Regions from separate parts of the Hordeum vulgare genome. Here region 2 is linked to region 1. Evidence: chromatin contacts called from public Hi-C data. All regions are on one chromosome and are shown on one strand. The core of a region is the stretch at or near the end of the contact, and the rest is flanking DNA. Distances in the headings are between cores, read along the strand shown.

Region 1 (5,486 bases), core at 1,172-3,671:
GTACTCACATGAATCCACGTGTGCCAACCCATATGCATAGGTTCCCAATTGTCACAAACCCGCAAGTTGATCACAGCAGATAGACACGTGCAAGACATACATCAAGTGTTCTCAAAGACTCAATCCGATAAGATAACTCCAAAGGGGAAACTCAATTCATTACAAGAAGGGAGAGGGGGAAGAACATCATAATATCCAACTATAGTAGCAAAGCCCATGGTACATCGAGATCAAGACATCTCAAGAACACGAGAGAGAGAGATCAAACACATAGCTACTGGTACATACCCTCAGCCCCGAGGGAGAACTACTCCCTCCTCGTCATGGAGATCGCCGGGATGATGAAGATGGCCACCGGAGATGGATTCCCCCTCCGGCAGGGTGCCAGAACGGGCTCCAGATTGGTTTTTGGTGGCTACAGAGGCTTGCGACGGCGGAACTCCCGATCTAGGTTTCTTTTTGGGGGTTTCTGAATTTATAGGAATTTATGGCGGTGGAATTGCGTCAGTTGGGCCCACGAGGAGGTCACAAGCCTGGTCGCCACCACCGGGGGGGTGGTGGTGGTGATGGTGGCGGCGTCAGGGCTTGTGACTCCCTCGTGGCTCTACTGGCCTTCTTCCAAAGCTTCGGGGGTCTCTTTTGGTCCAAAAAAAATCATCGTAAAGTTTCATTCCATTTGGACTCCGTCTGAAAATGGGCAAAAAACATGGAAAAAACAGAAACTGACACTTGGCACTGAGTTAATAGGTTAGTCCCAAAAAAGATATAAAATAGCATATTCATGCATATAAAACATCCAAAGTTGACAAGATAATAGCATGGAACCATCAAAAATTATAGATATGTTGGAGACGTATCAGGGCTCGGTCGTCAGTTTCGGCATCAATACATTAAAATACTTTGTTTAGCTCGATTTGCAACGTATAGCCTGAAACTTGGTACTAACACGTAAAAAATACCGATCTTGGTACCAATTCACCACTAGTGCCCCAAATGTGGTACCAACGTGTAATTTTCTCCTTCACACCATTCAACCATGTCCATCACATAATTTTGTTTGGTTATATTGGAGTTGTATGGGTTGACACATATTTTGTATTTAAAGTTGTAAACATGAACCGAGTTAGAAAATGGAATACAATTCAGAAAAATTATTTAAAAAAGTTATGTATTTTTTTGTTAATTATATGATAACAGTACTATTACCATGTTATTTAATATGCGGAAAAACACACAGACACAACGACGACAACAACAACAACAACAACAATAATAATAATAATGAGAATGAGAATGAGAATGAAAATGAGAATAGTAGTAGTAGGACTATAATAATAATAATAATAATAATAAAATAATAATAATAATAATACACATATCTTTTTTTGGTTTGCAGGTCATAGAGCTGTCTCGGTAAGTTGTTAATTAACACGCCTCATCAATGGTATATATTAGACAATCTTAAAAAAGTACTCAATATTGGACTTGACATTTTTGACGAAAAGGTTTGATTGTCAATGAATCGATTAGATAAGATAAATAAATCCAACCTCTGCAATGACACGACCACAAAACACTAAATATGGTGTTGCTACTATATTTGGTGGCAAGTACGGCAGTGTGCACATGAGAAGGAGGTCCACCACCGAGACATACATCAATGGCAATACAAGCAATGACTCTAAATTTACTCGCTTTGTTAGAAGGCAGAGCCATGGTTAAACTGTTGAAAAAAAGATGTCTATCAGATCCTTAACGTCAACCCATGCATCATTCTTAAGAGAAAGATAACTCACGTGCTTGTGGTGCAAAAGAGCAAACCTACTAGTGCCTTTGCTAGCATGGGAAATGGCTAGGCTGGAGCAGGTTGCGGATGTGGTTACAACAGCTGCAGCCCTGCAGGAAGGTCTATTCTTGGCAATGCGACTTGATGTCATCATCCAATAGATTGTGTGTCCGCGATTAAGGCGATGAAGTTAAACTTGACAATGTGTGATGGCGACTCTGATTTTTGAACATTACCGTAATTTTACGAAGAAATTTAGTATGATTTTAATTAGGCATTGTGGTAGGGAGTCTAATGCAATGGCTCATGAATTAGCTCGGCTAGGTAGGAGCAATTTGCCATTTTTGTGCTCAGATATGCCCCAAGCTTGATTAGCAGTTTGTTAGCATACGATGTAACCATTGTTAGTTAGATATATGATTTTTTTAGGGGAAGTTAACTATATATGATGGCTTTTCCTAAAGAAACAAATCATCACATGGTTATTTTTGGAATAAGAAAATGATGTGTGGGCTGTTAATCTGGGCTGAAGACTACTCGAGGGCCGACTGAAACAGGCTCATATTCGTTTCTGGGCCGTTTCAAGGACAGGCCTGTTTGCGGAAGGATAGGTGTGGGGAATCCGTTGATTCCTTCCTTCCTTCATTCCTTGCAGGTTGCAGCAGTCCGGCGAGGGGAGAGAGGGGCGAGATGGGGTCGGTGGTGCTGCCGACGCTGCGGCGGAAGCGGGAGGTCGACGCCGCCATCCGCGACACGCTCGACAAGGTCCTTGTCCTCCGATTCGGCCGCGCCTCCGACGCCGCCTGCCTCCAGCTCGACGACGTCGTAAGTACGCAGCACATCGCCGCCGACGCGCCGCGCCTCTCCCTTATCCTCTCCGCCGTAGCTACCGTATGATTCCACCGGTTCTCGTCATGCCGGCCGGTCCATGAATACTCCGTTGGGGATTCCTTATATTTCTTCTGCGCCGACGTGATTGGATTGGTAGGAATTTGACAGTGGCTGTGAACAGTTGGTTCAGTCTGATTACGTTCTTGGAGGGTCTTGTTATGCACATTAGTTTGTCTTGCCGTTTTGGCAGGTACTGCCCTGATTAGGTGCTGATTTCTAGTACACTGTTAGTTAAGTTGTAAGGTTTATTATGGAGAGGAAACTGTTGCCGCGTGATGAACATGGGCCTGATGAAGCTATGTGTTACTACCTTGTCTGAAGTCGATTTCAACTTTTTACTGTCAGGTTATAGGGCAGCGAGGTAGTCATTTCCTTTACTCTTAAGAGTGATCGCACTGTTGTCTGTTCACAAATACTCCCTCCGTAAACTAATATAAGAGCATTTAGAACACTACTTTAGTAATCTAGACACTCTTATATTAGTTTACAGAGGGAGTACTCAGTAGTATAATTTTCCCTGTGGGAATGAGATGACAAGCCTGGTTTGTATATCCTGTAGTTCTGAAAACCACTAAGGGCTAATGCAATTACAAACTTGGTCGCCTTGAGCAGGGTAGGGTTAAGAGGCAGAACCTGATATTCAAATGATTTAACCTTAAACTGGATTACTGGGTATGTTCTAAGAAGAATCTGCCAATCATGGTAAAAGCTAGATTGTTAATACACATGTCTTACAGTGACGCGACATGAACAAAAGAGGAGCAGAGGAAAAGAATGCTTGGACACTCTTAGGGCGTGTTTGGTTGCATTCCCTACCTAGCATGGCTGTTCCCACCTAAGACATGGCCAGTGTAAACATGCTGAGTAGATGCATTTGCTGTTGTTTGCTAGTAATGTATGCGTTGATACATGCTGAGGTGAGACTTTGTTTGGTAGGAAGAGGGAGGAGGAAGAGGTGCACTGCGAGGGAGGAAGAGGAGGGTCGGCGGGGCGCAGGGAGAGGAGTCCTGGCGGGGAGGGAGAGGGCGAGGCCGCTGCCGGGGCTCGGGAGGGGTGCGGTGCGGCGAGGCACGAGCGAGGCCGCCGTCGGGGCTTGGGAGGGGCGCGGCGCGACGGGGCAAGGGCTTGGGAGGGGCGCGGCGCGACGGGCGAGATCGCCGCCGGGGCTCGGGAGGGGCGCCGCGCGGCAAGGCACGGGCGAGGCCGCCACCGGGGTTCGGGAGGGGCGGGGCGCGGGCGAGGCGAGGCGGCCAGGGTGGATGGAGGCAGCTATGCTCTCCTCAGCTCGCCTCCGCGGGGGTGCTGGGCTCAGCTATACTGAGGCCCTTTTTTGCATCAGTTGATGCATGCTCTCCTCATTTGTTTGATAGGATTGTTTGTAAATTAATTGAACTTATTGATGGCAAGCTTTTCATTCACATCCTTTTCTGCATCAAATTTTATGAATTCTGTAATGTGTATGCTATTTTCTTGATTTTATCCTGTTCTTGCTGTTTCAACAGCTCGCAAAATCTTCTTGGGACATATCCAAATTTGCAACGGTAGCATTGGTTGACATGGATTCTGAGGAGATTCAAGTGTATGTTGACTATTTTGATATCACGTTGGTCCCAGCAACCATTTTTTTCTTCAATGCTCATCACATGAAAATGGATTCAGGGTATGTTTTTGATCTTCCTCTGTTATTTTCTTTGCTATGATGCTATTTAGATATGTCCGTCTTACTTTTTCTATACCTATATAAATTCATGTTGATACCGTCCAAGCCTTTTTCTTCAGAGTTTGAAATGACCTGTGTGTATCTGAATGACACCGACCTAAAGTTACCACTGTCTCTGATGTATTTCAAATAATGCCTAGTTAGCTGATATTACTATTTCCAAAAAAATTGCCACCCTGTGTTCATGTTGGTTTCACATAGATATGTATCATGATGTAAAAAATCTAAGAGACATCCATTTTCCTCTGATACTCCTGACAACTGAGTTTATATTAATGACTACACATTCCAAGATCTACAAAAGATTTGACATGACTCATTTGGAATTTCAAATAGATTGCATGAAAGATTTATGGAGAAACTTTCAAACATATGAGAAAATGTATCTGTGGCTGCGGTCTGAACTTAATCGAACTTCAAAGAGTTGGTTAGGTTGATACTGAATTGTACGCACCAACAGGGATATCATATTAGTTTTATTTCGTGGCATACTATACTTGCAAAATGAATGATGAACTTGTTATATTGTATATTTACAGGACACCTGATCACACAAAATGGATAGGCTCTTTCAGCAGCAAGCAAGACTTCATTGATGTAGTTGAGGTGAGTGGGTGCAAAGTCCTGTACTTTCTCGAATTCTTTCAGTAATCAGGTTCGACTATTGACAATGGCAAGTTAATGATGTGAACATCATAATCCTTGTACTTTCTTGGTAAATGCAGATCCTCATGATACATTTGTAATATTAATTTTTTGTATGGAATCCATGAATGTTAATCTGTGCAAACTAAAAAGGAGGACTGACTATAGTTAGCTACAGATTATACACAGGTATAGATTATAGATATCTGTCCATACATTTGTGAATTGCTGTTCAGAATCCACATGATCAAGAATATATGTAAAGAGAACAGAGAAATGTATATTATGATAGGGCTGATATATCCTATACAATTTGGTGTAATCTCATGCAAACAGTTAATTGGAGTACATGTTTGAATAACAAAGGAAATCTGAATGAAAATGGTTATTTTTCCTGTGGATACTGGTCCTCTACTGTAATATGTTTTCAAAATTGGAGAAGAC
Region 2 (5,697 bases), core at 2,963-5,462, 920 kb after region 1:
ATGACTCCTCATGCCTCTTGCACTTGGTCACCACCTCAACATCGTCGTCGTTGAAGACAATCACCTTCGAGCGTGGCGCTGGTGTTGATCATGAGGACGGTGACCCTCGAGGCATTCTTGATTTGATATTTGAATTTCGATAGGATTGTGGTTAAGTGCTTGGCGAACTCAAGGGGAATCGACAGACACTCCAACTTGGGTGCAAGGATGACCTTGCATAAGTTGCTTGGGTCGGTGTCCTTGTGAAAATGGTCATAGTTCTTACGCCTCTTCAGGACATTGCTGAGCTCTACCACCGCCTTGCCTTTCTTGTCCGACACAACTTGCTTGCATTTTGAGTTCTTCGAAGCCGCATTTTGTTATGCTTTGAACATATGAACAAGAGGTCAATGGATGGACAAAATATAATACACATATGAACAAGATCATTAGAGGTATGCAGAAAATCTACTACACTTCATCTTCAACATTCATTCATCCCCACAACTGATGCATTGTATGACGACATCTATGACAATTGCTGACCAAACTTTACCATTCATTCATCCCATCCACCTACCGCTTGAACCTCAAAGGCCCCCATTTATCTACCACTTCACCCATCTCTCCCTTGGTCTTTTATAGTCTCCTCTTCTACAACTCTCCCTATGTCTCACCACCGCTCTACTGTCATGAACCCTTCCACGTTGGCCCTAGATGAACGACATTTATCCTTGGGTGCTTGCTCGATGACCACATGAATTTCATGAATTCTATGGAGGTGTGCTATCAGTTCAAGAACGTGGACGAGATGCATAAAGAGGCACATGCTGTGTTATCCAAGGCGATGAAGACGGAGGTGAAGAGGTTGATGCCTGACCTAGCCAAAGGCGCTATGTCAATGGACATACAGTTGTGGGCGATGAAGGAGGACGAGTCGACCAATCCAGGTGAGAGAGCTAGATGGACCAAATACATGTCTGTCCTAGGTCCTGCCAACCAGACAATCGTCACTGTGCCGTTGGTTACCATCGTTCTAAAGGACGACGACCAAGAGGAGATGGTGAATGCTGGCAATGGCGAAGCAGTCAATATGGAGGATGCTGGCAATGCCGGAGCGGTCGAGATGGTGGTCAGGGCTCCTGAGCCAGATTGTCCTATACTGTCCTTGGAGGTCAATGATTATAAGCCTGAAGGCTGCCGCTGCTCCAAGCACCTCAAGGCTCGTCGCGTCTAGGCACTCTAATGCTTCTTGGATTGCATTAGATTTGAATGGATGTAAATGGCTTATGCTTGATTTTATCCCCATGTTAGTGAAAATCATATGCAATCTCATTCAACCGCTAAAATTCGTAATTGGATATATTTTGTTTGGTCTCAAATCGAAGCATAGGGTTATCGATGTGTAAATCGAGTGCGTGGATTGATGCCATCGGGGCAAAGGTCTTACCGCCATTGTTGAATGCGTGCCCGAGGGGTGATGAAGTCGATGCTTGTCATCCAGATATTGGATTCGGTGCTCGCCGCTGCTACTTGCCGTCCAGATCTTGTGTTTGTCGCCGCCGTGAGAGAAGGGAGAGTGAGCGGTGAGAAGATTTATCATGACTTAGGGAAACAACGCCCTTCTCCAGCGTGTCCCCGCATGTGTAGACGTCTCCCCCCACATGCCTCGGATAGCGCTCGGGCTTGGCTTCGAGAAAACGTGTGATTCAAGCGTTCCTCGTGAGTCAGGCAGAGAGGTGCTTTAAAGTCCGTGCACGTCAAGATTCCTATGCAGTCCAAGATTACATTGTACCCAAAACTACATTGTGCGGGCCCGACGGGGGCATATGCAGTCTACTCCCTCCGTTTCAGTTTATAAGTCCGGCACATGTATCTAGGTCGTCAATTTGACCAACTTAATGAGAGACATATATTACAAAAAATATATCATTAGAAACTTTAGATGTTCTATTTTCTAATGATATAATTTTTATGTTAAACAATATATTTTATACTCCCTCCGCTCCTAAATATAAGTCTTTTAAGATATTTCACTAGGAGTCTACATACGGAGCAAAATGAATGAATCTACACTTTAAAGTATGTCTATATACATCCGTATGTAGTCTACTAGTAGAATTTCTACAAAGACTTATATTTAGGAACGGAGGGAGTATAAGTTAAATTGACGACCTAGGTACACATGCATGCCTTATAAACTGTGACGAAGGAATTACCAAACGTGTCATATATTTCAGCGCTGCTTAAGAAGTTGACATGCCATGGGTCTCGCTTCAAAACGCAAGACCCTTTTTTGCAAGGCAGTGATGTTTAATTGCTCCCAAGCGATACATCGTGTTTATAAGAGCATCTTCAACAGCCGCGCAAAAAGACGTGCGCGGTAAACCGATATTTTAGCGCGCGCGGGACAGTTTGGCGCGCTCCAGCGACAGCGGGAAAACCGTGCGCGCGGGAACCGCTTGCGCGCGCGCGAAAAGGCGGCAGCTCGCGCGTCATTTTTGCCGCGCCGCTTCCCGCGCGCCTATAAAACGCAGCGCTCCACCGGTCCCTCGCGCGCCGCCACCGCTCTCTCTCTTCCTCTACCTCGTGCGCCGCCATCGCCCCAGCGCGCCGCCACCGCTCCAGCGCCCCGCCCCCGACGCGCCACCATGTCGCCGCGCCACCGTTCTGCGTCGGGCTACCGCAACGTCTGCCAGCGCCCCAACGGGGTTCTACGCCGAGATACGCTCCGGCGATCTCCAGCTCAGCCTCGGCACGTACGACACGGCGCACGAGGCCGCCCGCGCGTTCGACGCGGCGGCGTGGCGCCTAGGCAGGCCGCGCCGCCAGATGAACTTCTAGGACGTCCACACGCTCTAGCAGGCGTTGGACGTCGCCCCCCCCCCTCCCCCCCGTCTCGTCTAAACTCCGCACAAGACCGTGCGGAGCACACTGCGCGGCAGCGCCGCCTCCTCGTCACCCAGGAGGACGAGCGGGTCATGGCGGAGTGGCGCCGGCGCCACCCGGAGGACGTCGCCTACGAGCAGGATTATTGGGCAAGGCGCCGCGAGGAGCGGTTGGACAGGCGTCGGCGGAAGGCATTGGCGAGTGCGCAGGCCGACATCGTCGCAGCAGGCGGGAGGTCCTTCTTCACTGAAGAAGATGAGCGTTGGTTGGACATCTGGCTGTCAACCTCTGACGACACCAACGACGATGATGATGGTGCAGATGATTGGAGCGACTGGGATTAAAAGTTTTATGTTTTTAAACTATCTATCTACTTGCACCGAACTATCTATCTATATTTTCGAACTATCTATCTAGTTGCAATCTATGTAAAATAACTTTGTATCTTTTTTTATTTTATGCAATCTATTTATTTTGCTGATTTTGCAATCTATTCTAGTTGGAAATGTTGTGCGCGCGCTGCATTTTTACGCACTGCTGTAGCCAGCGCTGCGCGACGCGCCAAACCAGGCGATGGGCGCGCGGCAAACAGGTTTTTTGGGCGCCACGCGAAGCGCGGGTGTTGTTGGAGATGCTCTAAAGGAGGCAATGTATGGGAAAAGGCCGATGCAGCACCACACACCTCTCCTCCTGTGTACTTTTCGTTTTCAACATCTCCTCGTCAAGTTAGCAGCAATACGTACGACCCCGCACTTTTTATCTCCTTTATCTGCCCTATATATATACAGTAGTTTATTGTTCTTATAACTGGTGCAGATGATGTTGAAAACCACTGATGCCATAACCAGAGCGTTGTCCTTCCGCCACATACGTAGCTTGCGTTTGCTGCAACCTGATAACTTGGGATTGCTGCCAGCCTACCACTGCTTCTTGGTGCCAGCTTTACTCTTTCTGACGGTGAAAACGGTGCATATGTAGAATTCGTTATATGGACTCGTGGTTCGGATGCGTGGCCGTGCATGGCATATGTACCAAGATCGCCGTCAGATGTTGATTGCCGGCCGGCCGGCCGTCCCATGTTTCTAACGGCTTCTATTCTATCTACCCCAAATCGCCCCACAACGAAAGAAAGAAGCAGTTTAATTTGACTTTTGACCTGAAACGCCGGCCGGTTGTTTAGCTTTCACTTCAATCAAGCGGCTCCTAAACAAACAAACAAATAAAAGGTCATGGTGCCTACCGGAACGTGGTGATTTCAGGGAATCAAGCGCCACCGTTTTCCATACTGCTAGCTGCATGAACTATTGAACTCCATTTGGCATGGGACCAAGACTAGCACAGAAGAGAGTCAACCTTTTATATATCTGTCGCGATCCGGTCCAGTCTGGGCTAGCCACAGCAGCACGATGGCACCACGCACGTCCACCAAAAGAGGCCACTCAGACTCAATCTCGCTGCGCAGGAATTAGTAGTCCATCTACTCCTTGGCCATTGGCCACACACAAACACATGATTTGCTTCCCACCCCGGGCCTTGCTTCCCTTCTACTCCCCTCCACCGCCGCTCTCCCTCTTGCTTGGCACCCATGGCCGGGCCACCACCGTAACCACCTCCACACTACCGGCTCACTGGCATGCATGCATCCATCCATCCATCACTGCGTCACCAACCTCTCCAAAGCTTTTCTCGATCGCTCAAGAACCCGTGCCATGGTGCTCAGCCCGTGGGTGCGAAAAGAAACCACAAAAGAGTCGAACCTCAACACAAACAGTGCTACACCGACTATAGTAACTTACTAAGCATCATTGAGCGAGCTTGCTAATCAAATCAGCATGCGCGGATCCATAGTTGGTAGCTACCCACGGTGCATGCAGTTTGGCCCAGATAGATGTGCATGCATGCCTGTCCGCCAGTATCAATCACGCCTTAAATACGCTTCGCCAACCGGGCGCAACCACAACCACCTCTCTCTCTCTCTCTCCAGTGCACGCACGGTGACACGATTATTGCAGAGGATGAGGAGCCTACTGCACTCCTCACTCGGAATCCTGCTCCTCGTGCTGGCCACGTCGCCGGCGGCGGCGGCGCTGTCGCCCGACGGCCTCGCGCTGCTGGCGTTCAAGTCCGCGGTGACCGACGACCCGACGTCGGCGCTGGCGGCGTGGTCGGCCAACGACACCGACCCGTGCCGCTGGCCGGGGGTGGCCTGCGTCAACACCTCCTCCTCCGAGGCGCGCGTGGCGGGCGTCGCCGTCGCGGGGAAGAACCTCTCGGGCTCCCTCCCGCCCGAGCTCGGCTCGCTCGCGCTGCTCCGCCGGCTCAACCTCCACGGCAACCGGCTGTCCGGCGCCGTCCCGCCAGCGCTCTCCAACGCCACGTCCCTCCGCTCCGTCTTCCTCTACGACAACAACCTCACCGGCGGCTTCCCGGCCTCGCTCTGCGACCTCCCGCGCCTGCAGAACCTCGACCTCTCCAGGAACTCGCTCGCCGGCCCGCTCCCGCCGGCGCTCGGCCGCTGCAGGCAGCTGCAGCGGCTGCTGCTCTCCAACAATGGGTTCTCCGGTCGCATGCCGGCCGCCGCCTTGCCGCTGATGGAAAGCCTGCAGCTGCTCGACCTGTCATCGAATTCCCTCACCGGCGCCATCCCGCCTGAGCTCGGCAGGCTCCCCGCGCTGGCCGGCACGCTGAACATCTCCCGCAACCACCTCTCCGGCGCGGTGCCGCCGGAGCTGGGGCACCTCCCGGCGACCGTCACCCTCGACCTCCGCTTCAACAACCTCTCCGGCGAGATCCCGCAGTCCGGGTCCCTCGCCAGCCAGGGCCCCACGG

The links. Hi-C and Micro-C count contacts between places; a contact is called where the count stands out from the background.
Region 2: a contact with region 1 is called in a Hi-C map of seedling, with 5 times the contacts expected there. The contact joins the promoter of LOC123447751 here to the promoter of LOC123447749 in region 1. A contact is called at or near these places in 2 of 6 Hi-C or Micro-C datasets (leaf and seedling).

The regions. Positions count from the first base shown.
Region 1 is chr4H:35,441,247-35,446,732 of MorexV3_pseudomolecules_assembly, forward strand. It overlaps LOC123447749 (thioredoxin-like protein 4B), which reads left to right and starts at 2,422. Exons shown (of 5, transcript XR_006631531.1): 1 at 2,422-2,611; 2 at 4,180-4,337; 3 at 4,937-5,003.
Region 2 is chr4H:36,361,862-36,367,558 of MorexV3_pseudomolecules_assembly, forward strand. LOC123447751 (receptor protein kinase-like protein ZAR1) reads left to right here and starts at 4,213. Exons shown (of 2, transcript XM_045124404.1): 1 at 4,213-5,697. The coding sequence starts at 4,701.